2 separate regions of the Sus scrofa genome follow, and region 1 is linked to region 2. A link is a contact called in public Hi-C data. All regions are on one chromosome and are shown on one strand. Each heading gives the region's core, a stretch centred on a gene start, on an enhancer-like site or on the middle of the called end of the contact. The rest is flanking DNA. Distances are from core to core; before and after follow the strand shown. Region 1 has its middle 420 kb from the start of MGMT. Region 2 has its middle 330 kb from the start of MKI67.

The links. A called contact is a pair of places that touch in the nucleus more often than the background predicts.
Region 1: a Hi-C map of skeletal muscle shows a contact between it and region 2, with 11 times the contacts expected there. The contact joins two enhancer-like sites. A contact is called at or near these places in 5 of 47 Hi-C or Micro-C datasets (embryonic fibroblasts, epiblast stem cells, fetal skeletal muscle and 2 more) and 1 of 2 datasets of contacts at active chromatin or transcription factors (skeletal muscle).

The regions. Positions count from the first base shown.
Region 1 is chr14:138,076,645-138,082,908 of Sscrofa11.1, forward strand. No RefSeq gene overlaps it. Among named protein-coding and RNA genes, the nearest start is that of MGMT, 420 kb to the right of the region's middle. Within about 2 kb of position 3,742, at least 4 of the 83 cell types and tissues checked have an H3K27ac peak or open chromatin away from gene starts, as enhancers often do. A contact at or near this core is called in skeletal muscle, where this site is marked.
Region 2 is chr14:137,627,311-137,634,050 of Sscrofa11.1, forward strand. No RefSeq gene overlaps it. Among named protein-coding and RNA genes, the nearest start is that of MKI67, 330 kb to the left of the region's middle. Within about 2 kb of position 2,926, at least 14 of the 83 cell types and tissues checked have an H3K27ac peak or open chromatin away from gene starts, as enhancers often do. A contact at or near this core is called in skeletal muscle, where this site is marked.

The sequences.
Region 1 (6,264 bases), core at 2,492-4,991, 450 kb after region 2:
TGTAAATTACAGACTACAAACATCTGCCGTTTTTCAGCCGAAATTAACTCAACCACTGATGGGTGACAAACAGGTGAAGGCACATGACCAATAGCAGCTTCGAGCAGTGGGGACAGACCAGGGAAGGAATCCCACCCCCACCCCCACCTCCCCCGGCCCCCCTTCCTCCGGCCGTGGAGGATGAGCTCTGGTGAGGCTGGACAGGTGGACAGATGTGTGGGCCACAGAGATGCTATTTTAGAGGCAGAAGACATGACTTGGAGAAAGATTTCTGCCATTTGTGAATTCCATGTGCGTGGAAAAGTCACCCAGATTCTCCATTTTCCTAGCAAGGAGTTAAAAATCTCCTCAGGAAGCTTTTGGGAGAAGAGGCAGGCCTTGTGGGAAGAAGAAAGGCTTTGCGGAAAAGGAGAGGAGGGCCCAGGCCGAGGCAGGTGCCCCCGCGAGACCCTCCTCGCTGGGCTTTGTCGGGGGTGAACCTCTGGGGAAAACCGCTGCCTTTTTACATATAGAACTTGGGCTGTTTTACAATTTATGTCACTGAGTTCATATACTATCACATTTCACGTTCTATCAAATTTCATAGAGTTCTCAAAAAATGCGTTTGGACATCTGGATGTTATGTGGTCGATGTGTGAGTAGAGAGGTCAGGAACATGCCGTGATCTGGGGGGCGGAGGGGGCTCTCCTCCCCACCCCTCACCTCCTCGAGGTGCGGGGGGCAGGGGCCGGTGGACTCCTGCGCAGAAGCTGCAAAGTCCACGAAGCGAGTGTGGACGATTCCACTGCCGGGCGGTGGACCTGCAGGGCCTGAGGCCCACCCACTCTTTGCAACAAAGGGACTGCCTTGCAGGGGCCCACAGAGCCGGTAGCACACAGCGTCGCGTATCACACAGGCGCGTGTGAACACGCATGGCAACCGACGCTGAGTGTGTGTTTCGCGGCCCACTTGGCAATCCAGTAACTGATCATTTCCCAGGACTTGGACTCAAATTTTAACGACAGGCGCTCTTGGTGAAGCTCTTGCCGGATCGGTGGGCAGCTTTCTCTCCTTTCTTTTCCCCGTGGTCACCCTCGCAGGAGCGGCGCTGTGACACCCCCCCCACCCCCGTCTCCTCCTCCGTCCCCTCTGCTGGCCCCTTCCTTCCTGTGGGATGCCTCGCTGAGGGTGGCTGTCAAGGCCCAGAGCCCGGGCTGTGGGTGAGCCAGCCCAGCTGGACGAATTAACATCCCTCCAGTAACTCAAACCAGCAATGACTTCATCTCGAAAATTTCCGAGCAGCACAGGTCAGAGCGCGAGTGTGGACAACAGCAGTGGGGTTCCCAGAGACGTGAAAGGGGGCTGGCGAGGGGGAAGCCAGAAACTGCGACTTGGGTGAGACTCCAGGGGCATATATCTAAAAACCCAGGATTTCTGACAAATCTTCCGAGAATCCACCCAGCCTCTCTGTCCTGTTACATGTAAGTGCACCAACAAATAAACAGCATTGCACTGCTCTGTGCCTCAGGAGTCCAGGATATTAACATACGTTTCACAGGAGATAAAGGAAAAAAAGGTGCAGACACATGACTTAAATTGAAAAAAATATGCATGCATGATGGCACCTTACCTGAACTGAGGGCATTTTAAATTTGTTTCTGCATTTCACATCTATGTACTGTAAAATGTACTTTCTCAATAGGAAAGAAAAAAAAAATAAGAAAAAGGAAAAATATCTAGATAGGAAAGTAACAAATAATCTTACCTAGTTATTAACAGCAGATTAGGTCTTTTTTTCTAATTTCGGTTTGTTTCTGCTGACATAGCTTTTATACTAGTGTCTGGAAATATACTGACACATAAAATGAAAGGAGAATTTTAAGACACATATGAAAGGACCGTCCTGAAGCTATTAAATTCTGTGCATAATATTTTATTCAAGGTGATCGAGGGGCCGGATGTAGAGCGACGGCAGGCAGGCACGAAGCACAGAGGGCTGATGCCCACCGGGGGGTTGGGGGGGCAGGTGGAAATGGGGGCGGGGGGTGTTTGGGTTTGTTTCGTGGAGGGAGGGGAGGCCTCACAACTTCCTGATGAAAATGGAAGCTCCTCAGCCATCCTTCCTATGTCGGTCGTGGCTAAGACCCGGGCCTCATCAGATGGGACGCGGCTCTCAGGCACGACCAGGTCACTCCAAGCGTCCAGTGCCTTCGCTGGGCATGACCGTTACTGTTCTGTAGTTTTCTCCATGGCGGGATGGGGTGCAGCCCTAAAGATACCTGTGAGGACATCCCGCCCGGACTCCGTGCCTCATGCTCATTCAGGCGGGCCCTTCACTCTGTCCAGCGGGGAGCCAGTGTCTCTTGGCTCTTGCATGACGGGTTTTCTTAAAGACTCTTCCGTGGGCCCAGGTTCCCTCACTGGGGCCTCTGTTGCTTCAACAAGAAAATGGGTCCCATCATTTTCTTTCCCCTCCTTCTTCTTGTCGATGATGAGATGTGCCTTCCAGAGAGAAAGGCTGGACCCCATCCTCCTTTTCAGTTTTTCTACAAAGAAAGATGTCACTTAAGCCTTTGCGTTGCCTCATTTCACAACAAACAGGAGATGTGCAAAGGATTGGCTTGGGCTTTTCCACGTGTACGTTTTCCTGCGTAGGTCGTCGTGGTCTGTTCTCCTCAGTCTGGACCCCCACGGACAAAGAAAAGGAAAACAGAGCCAATCTTACTTACCAAGGCTTTAAGTCTAAAGGATAAATATTTGCATCCCTTGAACAACAGCAAAAGTTGAACTTTGAGGAAATGGATTTTGTCCTAAATCAACGCGACAGAAAAATTAAGAACAGTGTGGATTTTAATCCACTATGGCGCCAAAGAACGGATTCCCCTGTTGGGTGATTTTAAAGGAAAGAAACTCACCACCTATTGATTGTCAATAAAACTTGCGCTTTTCCAGGCACAGTTTGGAACAAACTTTCTTTACCTCCCTGGAGCACAAACAGGCGAACAAGTTTGCACGAGCACGACAGGTGCACCTCCTAGAGGGAAAGGCAAGGCCGCTTTCCAGGCTGAGGGACAAGCCTGCTGGAGAAGCCCAGAGAGCTCTACCTTCTATCCCACCCTACAGAGCTGGAGGTGCCGAAGCGGGGCCCTCAAGAAGCTTAACAGAAACAGGTGGGCCCTGGAGGAAGGGGAGGGGGCACCTTGGCCCTGCCCAAGCCCCTTCCCCTCCTGAGAACCAAGCGCGGGCTTGTCCAACCTCCCAAGGAGCTGCAGGAAGCAGACCAGACCCACCAGAACATTCTCTCCTGGAAAGCCCCCCACCCCACCGGGAGCCACTGGGGGCCAAGCGCTGCCGGCCCGTCGCTCTGAACAAGCCCCAGCCGCACGGAGAGAACAGCAGGTCTGATCCACTGGAAGCCCACGCGGTCATGGCCAACGGCCCAGGGGCCAGCAGAAGGTCGTTAAAAAATTAGAACAAACATCTGGTACATTTTCAGAACACAAAACTTTATCCTATTTTTAATCAAAGCCATATTCAAAAAATATTAACTCTGGGACCGCCTGCCCCCCTCAGCCCAGGGCCAGCTACCAGTGATGGGGGGATCCCTGGCCTTGGGGGCTGGCTCCTTTGTCCCCCTTCCCCGGAGCTGAGCTCACTCCCATCCGCCCCTCCTGACACCCACGGCACAGCTGAGACCCCAGCCCCGCGAGCCTGGCGTGTGCCGTAGCCAAGCCCGAGGACTCTCCGGGCCTCCTTCTAGAGCCCCGGGTGTGAGGCCCAGCCTCTGTGCCCAGGCTTCCCAGGAGGACCACAGCCAGGATGACAGGCCCAGCCTGTCCGTGTCAGGCCTCGGGGACAGGGTGCCAGGTCTGGACAGGCCTCACGGCCAGCAGGCTCCACGCGAGGCTGGGAGCGGGTGGGACAGAGAGGGGCTCTCTGGGGAGTGGAGAGGGAAGCAACTAGAAACAACCACTTAACATCTATTTAGAGCCTGGGAGCATTTGTGGAAGGCGTCCCCATTACTGTTGAAAAGATGCAAATTTGGTGAAATAATCAGCTGTATGGCTCCGGGCTGTTTCCCGAGCACCCTGATTCGTAACAGGAGTGAAGGGATTCGCCTAAGACACCAGCAAGCAGCAAGGCCAAGTTCGCGTTGCTCAGAGGGAGCCCCAAACCAAACTCCGCCAAGCGCTGCGAAAGAAGGCGTGTTATCTCGGGAAGACAGTTCATCCAAGGAAGCCAAAAAAAAAAAAAGCAAACCACAGCCCTCAAGGCTGGTTCCAGGAGAGCAAAAGAGGGAAGCCCACTGCTCAGAGCATGAAGGCGGCCAGGGTGCCCGTTCTCTCCTACCCGCTTCCTTGGCGAAGGGGCTCGCTTCACTGCAGAGTGAAAGGCAATTAAGGCCGAGCTATGTTTCCAGCACTGTTTTAAGTTCCACATCAAATATTCTTTCAGACATTCAAGAATACACTTATCTACAAATGAAGGGCATAAGCTATGCTATTGATTTTTGCATAGGATCTGCTCTTTATGGAAAACTGCTCTGCAGCTCCAGCAGATACGGTGAAATCTCGCCCTCCATTAGAAAGAGCCCAACAAATGACTTCATGCAAAGAGATCATCCATCCCGCTTCCTCGGGCGTTTCTGACCTCTTACCCCCTTCCAGTTGGCAAAAGTTGGGGGCCAAAAATTCAAACGGTGGAGCATGGCGGTCGATTTAATGCAGAAAATTCTTCTTCGTGCCTGCACCATAGCAAAGTCTTTTAAGTGATGCAGTTACAATGGACCTAAAATGCCACAGCCTGTAAACGAAATATTTCATCAATTTGCTGAGTATAAATTCTATCTGAAAACTCCAGCCCACTAGGATAAGGACATAAAGTGGCCTTTCAGTCAAGGGCTGTGTTGTCATGTATAGTGAACTTGAAATAAGTTTAATGGGCAAACAAAAATGCATAGAGATTACCAGGCGTTACTTGATTCCTTTTTTCATACTCTGAGCATGCGGGCTTTTTGTCCCCTTTGCTTTTTTTTAAACAACTGAAGAAGGCACTGGGCATTGTGGACGATGGCTTTTGGGTTTTGCCACCACATAAAATAGTTCATTCGGCTTATAACTTGGTAAGAAATTGAACTTGAAGTAGGCTCTGAGTTCATGTGTACACACATGCGTGTGTGTGTGCGCGTGTGTAGGTTTGTGTGTGTGTGCGTGTATTTTGTAGGAAGGGAGGCATAAAACCACAGGGAAAGCAGAGAAAGCTGTTAGGATGCATTGTGTATTTAGTTTTCTTTCATTTTCCCCTCAGAGGATGGAGAGGGTGCTGTAATTTTCAAAATACTGCAAAAAACATTTCTACAAATTGCTTTGCTTGTCTGCCTATATCCATTAAGCAGCACAAAATAAGCGAGGGGACCCTTCAACGCAAAACACCTTCTTTTTTTTTTTTTTTGCATTTTCTGTAACAACATAAAAGCTGCTGTTATGACAAGAAGTCTGGTAGTTCACCCTTTCATTTATAATTTAACCACAGCCTATATAACATAATCCAAAAAATATGGGGCATGATTAGTATAAAAATCAAATACAGTAGAGGCTTTTGGAATACTCCAAGAACAAAACAAAACCAAAAAAGGAGAGCGGAAGAAAACATTGCAGGCATCTGAATATGTGCGGTATTTCTTTAATACTTCATTTTAAACTACCTAATTGTGTTTTTAAGCTTCGGTTCCTGTAATTTTGCAAGACGAGGCATTCCAGTGAGGAAACATATGGTGAGGGATTTTTAAACCACATAGCGAGAGTGCATCATACACTTATCTGCTGTTTTAGTGTCACAAAAATCCACCGCTGAATTTATCCAGTCACCCATTAAAGAAAGAAAAGAATTAAAGGAAAAGGAGGTTTAAAATCCCCGAATGCTACAAGAAGAAGGAGTGAAATGTGGTATCAAGTTCACGTCGGAGGAGTGGTGGAGCTTCAGGACTTTTTACAAGAGCAGCAAGGAGCAATTAGCTGTCTGCAGCGAAAGAGTTACTCCGGGGGCACGGCGGTCGGTGGGCCTCTCCCGCCGGCGACCCCTTCCCACTTAAGCACCTTCACCCCTGAGCTTTCCCAGGCGGCCCCTCCGGAGGGGCGGCAGTGTGAAGCCCGCGAAGGGGGTGGGCCCCAAAGGCGGCAGACCTCTAGACGGGGTGGGCAGAGGGGTGAATACGTAGATTCAGGGGCGTTTGCCTTGATTTCGAAAGTCCCTTTGTCACTGTCACTTTAAAAATAGTTTGCCTCT
Region 2 (6,740 bases), core at 1,676-4,175:
GCACGCCTTCTCGGTCCTGAAGACACTGCAGTATTTTTAATTATATCTCGATTTTCTTAAAATATGTGTTCCCTGTTATGTTTCTGGGGGAAGCGCGTGTAATGACCTCTATTTTTCAGAGTTGCCAAAACAAATTAAGGGAAAGGTTCGGCTCTCCCCCTGCCAAATGTCTTAATGCTTTTCCATGAAAGCAAATCTTATTGGTAATGTATATTGGATCTGAAGTAAATAATGCATCCTGTCAGAGGCAAATGCTCTCCTGCAACAGTTATCAATTTGGCCTTTGATAAAAATAGATCGTATGAAAGGATCGTGGCATTTAAAGAACACACACACCTGGCAGGGTGTCCTTACAAACAGTCTGTGCAGAATCCAGCGTGCCCATCAGGACGTTCCACCCAGGCACAGCGAATTCATCTCCGTGAACCACCTACTTATCAGCTCTTACTTGTAAATGAAACAAAACAAAGCATAAAAACCTCAAGTATGATGTTGACCAGGTCTCAGAGCTAATTCAAATGAACTCCCCCAAATCCCTCTTTAATTTTTCCCACCTAAGATTAAGGTGTTATAATGATGGGCTAATTCCATGGTGATCCTACTGGTTTTTCTTTTTCTTGTTTTTTTTTTTTTTTTTTCCTCCCACCCTCTCTGCTCCACGCACAAGCACAGAAGCAACAGGCCCATGTCCAGAGCTGCCCAGGCTGGGGCGGGGCAGAGGGCCACTCCCCCCAACTCAAGCTCAAGGAAGGACCCCGGCCCTGGACCAAATGGCTGCTTTGCCACAGGCCCTGAAGACAGTGCGGAAGAGATGGGTCCCTCCGTCCGAATTACCGGGCTGTCCTGCCTCTTCGGTCTGCCTGGGCTGTCGACGTTAACACCCATCTTCAAATGTTATTGACACGCTCCGTGTTTTCTTAGTTTGCATTTACCTTGTTCACCATTTTATTATTCAAGTTTTCCGTCGTTGCCAAGTATTAATCAATGTATTATGCTGCTCCATCGGGCAAAAGCTGTACAGAACGGGGTGCCCCTGGGGTTAACACAGTCAAGAACGAGAAAAGTGTTTTCGACATGTACACAACATGTGGTGTACTATTATCATGAAATGAGGTGAACTGGGACTCTATACATATGGATTTTGAATTGCATAAATTTTGATTGATATCATTTGAAGACCAAGGCTCTGAAAGGCTAGATTTTGTGAAAGACGATACACAGACCAGCTATTACCACATACAATCATACCAGGAAAAGCATCTGAAATGAGCAAGGCAGCTGGCTTTTAAATAGCTAAAACATAACATCAATACTTATTTTGAATAATGGAAAAAAGAGGTAAAAGATGGTGACCCCAGCCTGACAGGAACACGCTCTGAAAGTAGGACTGGCCCCCTGGGGGCAGCCCCTGCTGCACGGTAGCTGCCAAGCCTGGCTCTTTCTCCCTCTTTCTGCCACTTTCCCTGTCCCCTCCCCCCATCTCCATCCTCTCCTCTTTTCTCTTTCCCTTGCAAAAAAAAAAAAAAAAAAGTAAATATTTTTGTGAGCATGAAGCCACTACAGACAAGCGGCTAGAAAAAGAATTTTCACAAATTCAGGAAACACTTGAGAGGTAAAACCAACATCCTGAGACAGAAGACAGGCCAGCTTCTGACACCAGGTTGGACCTGGGAGGCCAAAAACCTCCAGCCAGGAAGTGCTGGCCACCGGGTCAGGGCTCCAGAGGCCCCGCGCCGAGGCAGGAGGGAGCAGAACTTTCCATGCACCATCGACACCAACAGGCCTCTTCATGGGAAATTGGCTGAAAATGTGCTGACCGGCATAAAACTTTTATTAGAATCCAGGACAGGGGGCTGAACTTCCAGGGGACAATGGTTTCGGGACGGGGGGGGGGGGGCGGCGGTGGTTTGCAGCCAGGACGGGTGCTCAGCCGAGGTCCCTGCTCCATCTTCGGGGCTCAGCACAGGGGTCCCCGCCTGGCCCGCAAGGCGCCCACCACCTCCGCTCCCTCCGCGCGTGGCGCCCCCCCCCCGCGCCCGGCTGCGATGGGGGCTCTAAGCCCCGGATCCCCAAATCCAGGCGGCCCCGGGGTGGGGTGGGGGCGAGGGTGGATGCAATCTCCCCCCCCCACCCCCGCCCCCGCTGCCTTGAGCTGCCAGGGCAAAAGGGGTGGGGGGCGGTGCAGACTTTCTGGAGGGGGAAAGGGACATAAATCAGGGAATAAAAAAAAAAGTTTCTGCACATTTTCAAAACCCACGTTGCGCTCTCTGAGGTCCTTTTCATTTTAACCAAATCAGGGGGAACTTGTCCTCACAGCGGCGAGGCAGATGGAACAATAAATCACAGGCGCCGCTGACTGCCTGCAGTGCACTCTCCACAGCTGTCACTTTTTTGTCTCTTTGGTTTTAGCTGACACGGTTTGAGGTCCACTGTGAACCAATCTGGACTTTTTTTTTTTTTACAGTCATATCCATCAAAACGACCCGTGGCCATCAGCCCACCGCGCCATCGATCCGGTGGCCGCTGCCTCCGCGCGCCCCGCGCCACCCGGCTCCTAGGTGAGGCTGGGGAGCAGCACCTCGTTTTAGCGGATTTTTTTCCCTCCTCTTTTTTTTTTTTTTCTCTTTGCCTCCAGCTACAGCTGTGATTTTCTGAGCAGTCTTGGCTAACGTTATTAAAGTTGCATCAGGATAGATACAGAGCAAAGCGGATCCGGGCTCCGCGCTGGAGCTGAGAAGATCGGCCGCCTCGGTTCCCCGAGTTGTTGTTTTTTAAGTGAGCGGAGGCGCGGGCTGAAGCTCGCTCGGAGTTTCCAACTCCGTTGCTTATTTTGCAAAGTAAACAAGCAAATGTTATGTGCATAACCTTAGCTGTCTCGCTAAAGGTCAGCGCGCCCCTGCTCATTTCCCGGGCTGCCTTTTGGGGGCACTCTGACGCCGAGGATTTCCTCGGGTGTTGGGGAAACAAGACGTGCTCGCCTAACAAAGGCTCAATCTACAAAGGCTGCAAAACAAAACATTGATTACATTTGAACCGGGGTGCGGAAGTTTACTTCGCTGTAGAAAATACCAGCCCGATGAGCGCTAAAGAGCGAGCAGGCTGGGCTGGGGGCCAGGGTGCCTGGTCCTGGGTCCTCGGAGAGGGACAGTCCGGCTGGCAGGCGCCTACCGCCCAGAACAGGGTGCCCCCGAAAATGCAGGAGATGGGCGGCGAGGTGAAACTACATCCTTCAAAGTTTCCTTAAGTATTGCATTTTCTCCCCAGATGGCATCTTGCCTTAAAATCTTTTGAAAACACTTTCGTTTAAGCAGAAATAATCCTACATAGGTCCATAAGTTTGAACTCAAGAAAGAACCGGCCAAAAAAAAGGGGAAAAAAAAAAAAAGACTATTTATATGTGGGCATAGGGAGCTCACAGATATACAATTAAAAGAAAAATTGGCTGCTTAAAAATCCCCAGTTAGGTCAGGTTAAATTTATTATATTCTTTTATAGCTGAACTCTATGGTTTTGACTTGAGGTGACAGATGAAATGCAGCAGAAACCTTTGGAATTTCAGTACTATATATTTACTATAAGGAAGAAAATAAAGTTCTACCATTAGAAGGTAGGTGCTTGCCTTAAAATGTTCAAGAAAAAAAAAGATGTTAATTTTTTTCCTGCAATTCTTTTTTCTTTTTTTTTTTTTTAAAGGATGAAGTGAGTTACGTGAGCAGAACAGCCAGCTAAGCATAATATAAACACAGCTATGAAACGCTGCCCTTGCTGCAGATTGAGAAATGTTCAGGTTGCTAGAATGTGAAAGGGAAGGATGGCTCACATTTTTAAGTGAAATCACCTAATTTGGTTAATGTGCATTTTTGCCCATATGAAAAACATCTTCTGAGCAGGACTCCTTGAACCAGGTGTATGTGTGCTCTGAGCACCATCGACCAATGGTGTGGTCCACAAGGACAAAACATGAATCTTTCTATGCGGAGCTGCCCGTGGCTGTGCACAGTTCAATTCCAAGAGAAATACAGGGAAAGGATTTTTTGATTGTTTGTTTTTGGTATATGTTTCCCCCCAGAAAACCCCGTCCATTTTAAGAGGAATCCCTTCATAGAGTCAGTTCCGGTTTTAGCTTTCCTGTTAACGTCCCTGCTGACTTTAGAAAATAGATTAAATATGGAATCCATTCTTCAAACTCTATCTTTGTCCAGTGGCAAATGTCTCACCCTCTGTCAGGTGTCTGCAGTGGATCTTGTTCTTTCCAGGCAATCACAGTGAAAAGCATCCCTTAAAATACCAGGAAGTCCATCAGCAGATGCCTGGAACAAACTACCCCGACTGCTTTCTGAATGGAGGTCAGACGTTGCAAAGGGCACTGTCACAATGACATTGAAATACTCAGTGTTGCTGCAGTCTGCCTGCAGGTCACAGGTACTGTGCTCCATACCCTTGCATGGGTTTTGCTTTCCAAGGGTATAGCCAGCCCCTGGCCACACCGGCGGCTGTGTGGTTCAGCATAATGCAGTTTTATTTGGGTAAGAATGGGGAAAAAGAAAGACAAAACTTTAAACCAACAACAAAGACTCAAGTTCCCTTAAACTCTCTATTTCCCTGTGCTTCTTGATTTATATTCAAATGGAAATTTGAATACATGACCAGTTATCAAAATCCAGACGCAGGATCTTGCAGGGCCAGTGTCTCGAGCTGCAGTTTGTATGTGTATATATGCAAAGAATTAATTTTCTATTCCTGGGAAAGACGTGAGGACATGGCCTGTATTTTTCACTCTTGAGTATATTTGGTACAAAGAGTTGAAGAAAAGGACGGGATATCTCGAATTCTGCCCTAACTGCAGAGCCACAGAGCTTTCCAGCTGCACTCCCAGCAGAGAGGGCTGTGCTTGGTGGCCCTTAAGGAACCCTCCTGGTCTGCACACCACGGCTCTCAAATCGCACAAACCCTAAAAAAAAAAAAAAAAAAAAAAAAAAACACCTTTGCCGGCAGGCAGCGTTGTCTGTGCTTCCGCCTGCGTCCTTAAATCTGCATTCTAAGAACTAAATGACCGGAGTTGTCAGCTCAAGACCAGAGTGTATTTTTCGCCGTGGCCTGAAACACTCCCAGATGATGCAGCTGAGGGATAAAGCCTCCCTATGGCTGTGCTATTGTTTTATCTATTTTTCACTTGACACCAACCTCTAGTGCAAAAGTCCTGGGAAACCGAAGAGTCGCCGGGGCTTGATTTTTCTTGCACTTGCCGTCCTGAAGATAGGATCCTGCTTGCTCCTTTTACCAAATAGTTTAGTGCATGGTAGGGCTGCCGAGAAACTCCACAAAGGGGATTCTGTTTACCAACAATGCACTTTTAGACATTCAGTTGAATTCTGCAAGATCCCTTTTTCAGACGGCTTTTTTTTTTTTTTTTTTTTTGCCCTTGCCTTTCTCTTATGTGCTAAATTCACAACGGAAAAAAAGACATTATTTAAATGTCTGCACCTCTGTCTGTCAAGACGTAAGACATAAAGGACAGATTTTTCTTATTTTAGGTCTTCAAAGGAGCAAAAGAAAAAAAAATAACATGGATACTGTATTTCCTCAAGCTTTTTTTTTTTTTTTTTTTTTTTTTCTCATGCCACCTAAATCACTCACTGTGTATAAAATATAATTCCTGCCATGGGCTTCTAAGAGAAGGACCCAGGAATGGGGGAAAAAAAAAAAAAAAGGAATTTACAAATAAGTTTACTATGCAGGATGGGAGATTAAGTTTAGCTGCAGAACAAAGGCTGGATTATACTGATGTGTTTCGGGTGAGGTGCCCAGGTAACCAGCTGACCTGAGTACTCCATCCCCTTGCAGGAATCACAGACTGGCTCGGCCAACCCTGAGGGTGGCTGGTGGTGGCCTTTCAAAGTTATTTACCTCCTATCCTCTGTCGCTTTTAAACCAGTATGAGCAGCTGTGGTCAGTGATGGCCTGTGGTCAGGGGTTCTAGAGGTTTCCTGAAGGGCACATCAGAGGCATCCAGCCTGAACAAGGGTGGGCCACTGCGGGCCCAGCATTGTCCTCTGCAAACCTCCCTCCTGCAGGAAGTGGAGGGTCTCTAATTGCAAGGGGACTGACCTGAGCCCAGGGCTGGCCTCGCCCTCCCCCCCACAACCATTTGAATATCTTAGGTACAGCAGCGTTGCTGGGAGCAAAACAAAAACATGTCATGTGCCCAGGTGACATTTCGTAGCAAACAAGCAAATCACAATCCAGGAAGTGTTGCGTTTTATGCCAACAACATCCTGACAGTTTTCTCTGTAAAGAAAACATGACACTTTTCCAAATATCAGAGGAGGCGTCCTCTGCTCAAGGGACTCCTGTCCTGTCACTGAGCTGGAAGGTCGCAGGCTGGCTTCATGCTTTCCGTGGCTTCACAATGTGGCGGCGGAGGGGTTGCGAGCTAAATGCTGTAGGCGAAGGGAAGTCTTTTCCTTTATCTCTGAAAGAAGTGACAGGAGGAAAAAGGTTCTTGGTTGACAGTAGTGACCTCTAGGTGTCGAGGCTCTGCCCTAAGCAACGGGGGAAGTAGAATCGCCCATGTTAACGTGTGGCCGCCGATGCCCCAAATATGCAAGAGGCAGGGAGCCGGCGTGGACTTGACCTCACCCACGTGCCGCTGCTGCGGACCCCGGTGGGAGGAATTCTCCTCCTGTGCAAAAAACCCCGTTTCCATAACAGCCTGGGGACCTCGGCGACCTCCGCCTCCG